2 separate regions of the Anser cygnoides genome follow, and region 2 is linked to region 1. A link is a contact called in public Hi-C data. All regions are on one chromosome and are shown on one strand. The core of a region is the stretch at or near the end of the contact, and the rest is flanking DNA. Distances in the headings are between cores, read along the strand shown.

The links. A called contact is a pair of places that touch in the nucleus more often than the background predicts.
Region 2: a contact with region 1 is called in a Hi-C map of liver, with 1.9 times the contacts expected there. The contact joins two enhancer-like sites. A contact is called at or near these places in 2 of 7 Hi-C or Micro-C datasets (granulosa cells and liver).

The regions. Positions count from the first base shown.
Region 1 is chr2:155,484,826-155,488,613 of Taihu_goose_T2T_genome, forward strand. The region is part of intron 45 of TG (thyroglobulin); the gene reads left to right. Among named protein-coding and RNA genes, the nearest start is that of SLA, 24 kb to the left of the region's middle. Within about 2 kb of position 1,811, at least 2 of the 3 cell types and tissues checked have open chromatin away from gene starts, as enhancers often do. A contact at or near this core is called in liver, where this site is marked.
Region 2 is chr2:155,677,199-155,681,126 of Taihu_goose_T2T_genome, forward strand. No RefSeq gene overlaps it. Among named protein-coding and RNA genes, the nearest start is that of NDRG1, 51 kb to the left of the region's middle. Within about 2 kb of position 1,638, at least 2 of the 3 cell types and tissues checked have open chromatin away from gene starts, as enhancers often do. A contact at or near this core is called in liver, where this site is marked.

The DNA.
Region 1 (3,788 bases), core at 561-3,060:
TAGTTTACATAAAACTTAGCTATGCATTTCAGTAAAATTTATGTTGTCAGTGGTCTTCCAAGCTAATTTACATTTTGGTACGGAACTTGCTGGTTTACTTTTTCACATAACCCTCTTTAAAAACAAACAAACAAACAATAAAGCCAGTACACTGTCTGAAATGTGTTGTGGGAACACCAGGCAGAAGTTAAGATGCTGTAGGCTAGGCCACTTGCAAGAAGAAATGGACCAAAATGCTTAATATTGCTTAATATTGCTTAATATTGCTGAAATAATGTAGTTTAGGTTGCAAATCCAAGCATTTAAAAACAAATTGCAGAATTCACTTTGTTCATATACCTACAGCCACTATTTATGAAGTGATGCCCTAGTTTTCCATAGGGCCTTTTTCACAACTTTCCTGAAAACCTCCCACTAGGTCTGTTGCTGAATATACTCCAAGTTTCTCGTTTAAACATTATTGTTGTTCATTCCTAAATGAATCCTTTCTTATTCTACATCCCATTTCTGCCATTTGACCTCCCTTCCTCAATCTCCCTACGGCATTCCCCCCTCCATACAGCATACGTGCATTGCAAGCTGCCCAGCAGCCTCCCTGCAAGCCGGTGCAGCAGCACTGTGGGGGCCAGCAGCTTCACATGGGACAGTGGCTAAAATTTGCAAGAAACCGCTAGTAATCTGAAACCAAAAAAAATGAACTGCTTGGCAACATTATTGGTGATGTGCCCTACGGGATTAAAACCAATGATGTACATGGGTATCTTAGAGAAAGATCTGTCAACCATGTCACCAACTCCCAAGGGGCCTTCATATTCACTAGAGTAATTAGTGCTGCCAGTTATCAAGTTCTTCCTTGAAAATTATGACTCTCCTTAGGATGAGGAACAGATACTCTGCAGAGCGACATCAGCTTAGGCTAGAAGGTGCGATGTGTGGGTTTGAACCTCTCAGCAGAGGTGAAAATTGAATCAGAGACCCTGCAAACACTCAGCTATTACATTTCTGAATAAAAGAACACAATTACAGCCATTTCTTTGTGTCAATGAATGCAATAACCAATAGTACGTTTTGCACATAGTAGGCATGTATGGGGTATTTTGTGGGCACAAATACTGGTGAATGTGGCTGGAGGAACACCTCACTAGATATTCTGATCACTCATAGGCATTTGGTAGAAAAATAATTTCTCAACCTGTTTGATATTGAATCACATCTAGGTTTGCCATAACCTCTGTTTGTATAAATATAAGCATCTACAGCATTATGTCCATGGGACAACATAAGAGATAAAATAACACTTTTGACGTCTTAGGAGCCTAACTTCTTTCAAAGATCTCAGTTTACACAGGATATGGGCCTTTTCTTCTTTGTGTGTGTTGCTTATATCATAAAGATGATAATGTTAATAATATCTATTATATCTATAATGACTACTACTACTAACCACCTCACAGGGGTTTTGGAGTGGTTACACTAAAATAATGTAATTACAGCAATGGAAGACTATTTATTGTTAGATAAAATATCCTGACTGTGGAAATGGCCATTTTCTAATTAGGCTACTGCACAGTACAGTGACTCATTTCTACTCTGTCACCTCTCTCCTTCTTTATGTGTGTCACCCTAAATGTGTAACAGAAGACAGGGTTAAAATGCAGAGATGAAAAAGTACTGGTATTTCCTCTTGTTTCACATGGAGCAGTCCCTTAATAATTCACAGCAAGATAAACAAAAGGGAGGGAGAAGTCAGCCAGTAAAGACAGACCCAACGGCAGTGATACAAAGTAGACAAAAAGTTATTAAACACAGAGGAACTTTTAGGAGTACAAATCAATTAGCAAAAGCCTGTGTGACAACTGGATGTTTCTAAAATGTACACACACACTCAGACATGCACAGATGCAAGGGCAGGACTAAACATCCCACTCTAGACTGATGTCTATGGCATATGTGGAAAATCACATAAAACCATAAACTGACAGTTGTCGTATAGATAAATTGATCTTGCAGACAGCAAGCTATCCTCTTCCACGTGGTAGCATTCTCCCAAGCTTGGCGTGGCACAGCGTCTGCTTTACTCTTCAGTTCCTGTTTGAATGAAGTGAGATGCATCGCCAGCTCCTGCATTAATGATCTGTGGCAAAAATATATGTAGACCAGATGCCATTTTGTCACTCTCTTTCTGAGAACACTTAGGCCTTGGAGTAAACACTTACTGTAAACAATGCAGGAGGAATGTGAGTGCTCAGCATTGCCTAGGATTAGTGGGAAGGGCTGGAGTACAGTTTTAGTTACAGTAAAGAAATATGCGATAGAAGAAAGTATGTTTTGAGAGATAATATTATGAACTGTACAAAGATTTGCCTTGTTAACCCTTGAAGAGGTTTCTGGGTGATTTTTGCATGTTACTGATATATGAAGTAGCACTGTTTTCTGGGCCAGCATAGTTTCCAAGTCACACTGTGGTGCCAGATGTGCTGTCTTAAATATGATGATGGATAAAATTCAGTGCTCTGCTCACTGAGGAGACCAGATCATCAGCTGCATAGGATGGCAAAGCATCATTATTATCAATGGAGGGGTCTAAACTGAGACTTAAAGAGGCTCTATCTTATTAATATTACCATCATGATTGACACGAAAGCTTTAACAAAACTCTTAAACTGTTGTGCACTGGTCAGATTCCTCCAACGTTAATGAGCTGCTGTCTATTTTGAGTCATTTTGGTTAGGGCTGTCTTCACCTCCTGACTATGCACTCTTATGTATGTTATTGTGAGCTGTTAAAAGACTGCTCCATGCCAAGGTGAACATAACTGGCTGGATTGCAGTCACACTTTATATGAATCTGTAATTCTGAAGATGAGAACTCCTGACTGACAAAAAAAAAAAAAGTGTATAAATCCATTAACTATGTGAAGTATTTTCATTTTCTATGTGCTGATATGCTGAACTAGTTCTGGCTGCTCTTAATATCACTTTAATCGAAGGAGATCTCTTCTGCTTTCATAATAAACATAACCCGTGCAGATTACTCTGCAGTCCTTTAATCTGCCCTCCACGTGTTGTCCACTTGAGGCTCTCCCCGTGACTGTCTCTATTAGTCCATGAGTAGCAACACCTCATAGTATGGAGGACCACTATTGAACAGGGTGCTGTGGAGGCAGACAGAAAGGCACAGATCAGGTCTCCGGGTTTCAAAGGAATTCACCTAACCACAGAGGGCAGGTGAGGCACCAGAGAGGTGGTAACAAGCACAGATGTGATGCCCGTTGCTTCCATGGCTGGGCAGGCAACACAATGGCCTTAGGTAGTACACTTGCTGCAACAACAGCTTGTCACTGTTCTCTATAAAGCTGACCTCCCTCTCATCTCCTAAAAATTGTTTCGCTGTTCTTGTTGGAATTGCCTCTCATCCTTCTGGCTTTATCTGTTGCATTGTGACTGCTGCAGCTATGAAAACACTCGCTAAATCAAACACATCACGCCATTCTCATGTCTGTAGACAGTGTCTCTGCTGCCGAAGTTTTGAGGTCTAGACAACTTGTTTTTTCTTCCCACAGAGTGGCTTAGTGGCCTTTATCATTCAGCAGATTTTTCAGTACTTGGATCTGATCTTAGTTAGGAAGGTAGATGTAAATGTACAAAGCACCAAACTCAGAAGCATCAGAAATCAGCTTTACGTTAAGCAAAATTCAGCTCAGACTCAAAAAAGTACAAATCTCTTTTTGGAACTGCATGTGCTGCAATGGAATGGGCTCTTTCCAGAAAATGTAATCTAGCAGATAA
Region 2 (3,928 bases), core at 388-2,887, 190 kb after region 1:
TCTAAGGAAGGAAAGTTTCTCTTTCTTGAGGTTCTGGTTTGTAACCTTATCTCAAATCACCTGTGCAAAAAGGAATAGGAATTGACTGAGATCATGACTGAACTTGTGATGGAGACAAAACTAACCACAAGTTTGGGCATCATCCTTTTGAGCCCAATGTCTGCTGATTTCTACTTATACAGCTCCAGAAATAGAGCTTGATAAATAAAACTTATCCATCTTGATACCAACCAGGAAACAAACCCCTGTTGAGGAGACTTTGCCTACTATCACACCTTGACTCACTTCCTTGCATATGTTTATTCAGACCAGTCGTGTGCTTGAGCAAAGATCGGTGGTGATTTGTGATGCCTGATGAACGCCCCCGGGAAATCACTAATTGATTAAATTCTCGTTATCATTTGAAATAGATTATTGTGCTAAGGGAACTGTTGGGCACTCTCGATGCTGTTTACCCAGGGATATGATGAAGCCTGGTCAATGCCATCCTGAAGTTAAGCACTGCTTTACTGTGCTTTGCCTTCTGTTCAGCAGGTGTTTATGAGAGTTCAAAATGTAACATGAAAATTTCACTTCAGATAAGAAGTTCTATACAGAAACATGATAACTACTCAACCACTTGTGTGCATCTGCCATCCTGTTGCTTTTTCATTTTGAAACACATGCCTTTATCTCTCCTTTGTGTTTTAATAATGGCCATAATAGTAACGAACCCAGCTTACTGCACAGAGCTGTAGGCAGGGAGCACGTCGCTCAGTGCTGAAAGGCGAAGTTGTGCAATAACAACACTGAGCAGGATGAGCAAGATAGACAAAAAAAATAGTTTGGATTTCTAAATGCTAGAATTCAAACCACTGGTGCCGGAACTTGGCCCTGTCACCCCAGGACCTGATCTGGGAAGGGAGAAGGGAGGAAACAAGGTCAGATGTTCTCCAGCCTGAGCAGAAGCCAGGTCAGCATCGGTCAGTGTCCATGCCACAATGCAAATAAACATCAGCTTGTAGCCAAAAGCCCCCACTGCTTACTCAACTGAACTGTTTAACTGCACTGTCTACTGGGACAGCACTGCCTACAGGGGCTCCATCATCCTGTTCAAACTGTCAGGATCTGACCAAAGTTAACCTTTTCTGAAGGACACCAGCATTTTGAAACCCTAGACAGATGCTTGGTCTGTCCACTGACCTTTGCTGACGGGCCTGCTGGGAGTGGACACACATTTGTGGAGACCTTGCACTGGCATTTCTCAGAAGCTGAAATGTCCTGTAACAAGATTCACCATTCTTTAAAAAAAGCTGCCTCAGGCTGACTCATTTAAGGGGAAGTATTACTTCCCCCGTGTTATTTTTAACGAAAACAATGAATATTATTATATCTTTTGTTGGCTCTGGCAAGTGTGAGTGGGAGAAAGCAAGTCACAAGATTTATTTACTGAACTGATTGTTTGACTGCCTCTGAAGAACAACCCTAAAGCTAGGACAGCAGTGCTGCAGTTGCAGCTCTTTCAGGTTTTGTATTCCTCCAAAAGAGGAATTATCGCTGGTACAGACAGATGGGTCATCCCTTGGTTCCAGAGGATTACCCCTTTTGTGGCTTCCCACAAAGACGCAGCAGCAGAAAGATGCTTAACGTTTTCAACTGTAAGCCATTTGAGTTTTCAGGCATATTTCAGGAGATAAATAAATAAATAAATAAACAAGAAAGGACTATGGGAAGCAAGCACACCCCTTCATGTGTAGCTGTGCTGGAGTGTTCATGTTGGGTAGGAAAAGTGCTCTTACAAGTTCTGCTAGCTACAAATGTCAGTGTCATTTCAGAAGTGACATCCATTCAGGTCTCTGAATGCAAGTGATATGAAGTCTGCAGGAAGAGGAAATATTTCCACCTGCTGCAGATGGGTAAACCATACCAACCTGTAGGCATGAGAGTAGCCTGGAGAAGGGCTTGCAGTCCAGAAGCACCTTCTGCCTTTTCCAGATGTGCCAACTAATCTGATAAAGGCCATCTCCTTGTCTCACAGTCTAGTTTTTTGTCCCAGCATCCTTCAAACACAGCTGCAAGGCTGATTGTTCACTGATTCCTGTCCTGCCTGCCCATTCCCACCATCCCTCACGCCATCTTCACCCTTCATCCCAGGGATGTCCTGCTCAATGTGGCAGGGCACCAGTGTCAGTCCTGCCTCTGCTCCTCCTCCAGCTCCACACCAACTGCCCATTTACTCACAGTTTTTTTCACGCTAAGAGGATGCAAAATGCTTCTCTTTCTCTCCCTTCAAACACAATTTCTAAAAGAGGTCCCCCAGCTTGGAAAGTCTCTGCTGAAGCTTCAGTGCCAAGACATTGCCCAAAATGCGGAGAAGGAAAAGGGCCCTGGAGCTCCTGAAGACCTGGGCCTCCTGATCTTTAAGGGCTGCTTCCAGCCCAAATGTTGCACAAAACAACCCAGGATCCAGCAAACTCTGATTTGTGAAAGCAAAGGTTATTTGGAACTGGGAATCCTGTTTGTTTGCTTTGTTTGTTGTTGATTTTTAACTGGAAAAGTAAAAACAACAAAAAAAAACAGTTGTTTTTCTTTTTTTTTTCCCTCAATACTTTTGTCTGAAATGACTAATTCTTTAATCGCCCCCTCTTAGGATGCATTTTTACTTTATTTGCATCTATGTTTTCCCAGGAAAAGTAAAGATTTCCCAGGTTACTAGCAGGCTGCAATCACAGTCACACGGTACCTGAGTCTGCTGCAGGTGCTGAGTATGTGCAGACTTCCCACAGTGTGCATACCAACAAACTCCCCTCTCCCCCACCACGCCCCCAAAAGGATAATTTCTCCTATACTCTGCAAAGAAATAAATTATTGATATTGAGTATTCATTAGAAAAAATAATATTTACAGCTTGTTCTTGTGGGAAAGGGACTTGGCTAATAAAACCTTGGCAGACTGCACGTGGTGAGCTGTGTTAGGAGCCTGTGTTGGTGGACACGTCTCACCCTGGGGAGCAGTGGAGGGAGGAATTACCCTCAGTAACAGCAGCACCAGCATTTTCTGGCTGATCGTAGAGAGGGAAGATAAGGTACAAGAGGAGAGCATAGGCCAGTGCCCTATCAGATATACCAGATAACACTGGAATCCTTTACATATTCAAGCAGGACAGACCCCAGAATAAGTTTGATCCACCCAACAAGTATTTCAGGAATGTACTTGGGATTCAGTCTGAAGGCATCCTGCAGGGAGCAGCCCAGCCCTCAGCAGGTGAGGCCCGACCTGCTCTGAAGAGGAAAATACCTGAGACAGAGTCCCTGAGTGGGAGAGCCAAGGCACTGGAGCCTGAAAAAAACGTTGCACTGAATGGCAAACAATTGCTCTCAGCAAATAAATCCTGTAGGGTTGATTGGAAAATATACACTTGAAAATTGGTTTTGAAATGTCTTCTAGGAATTTACCTTCTTGCCGTACATTTGGCAGGAAGCTAGATAAGACGCTGCATTCTTGCCTCACTGCAGAGAAACAAATGCTCTTGAAGTCTCTTGGAGCTTTGCCAAGGAGGGCAAAAAGCCAGGATTCCACATCACCACTTCATTTTCAGTGTGCTGCTTGGTGTCCATAGAGGCTACTTGTCCGGTCACAGGTGAGCTCAGTAGGATGCTCCATGGGGTTGTAGGACCTGCCCGGCTGCACTCAGTACCCACAGCACGCGCTGCTGAGCAGGATGGAAAAGTGATGGGCTTGTGAGAACCTGAATGCAAGGCAAACACACAGAGAAGGATGGAGAAGAAGGATTTCTTCTTCTCCTGACACAGCTTTTCAGTTTTTTTTCGGGGGGTGAGCTCTTAGGAGCAATGAAAACAGCATGGCTGCCAGGAAACTCGTAAGGAAGCCTGCTGTAGGGCAGACATTTGCTGGATAACATCTAGCACAGGTAACCTACAGCACTGAA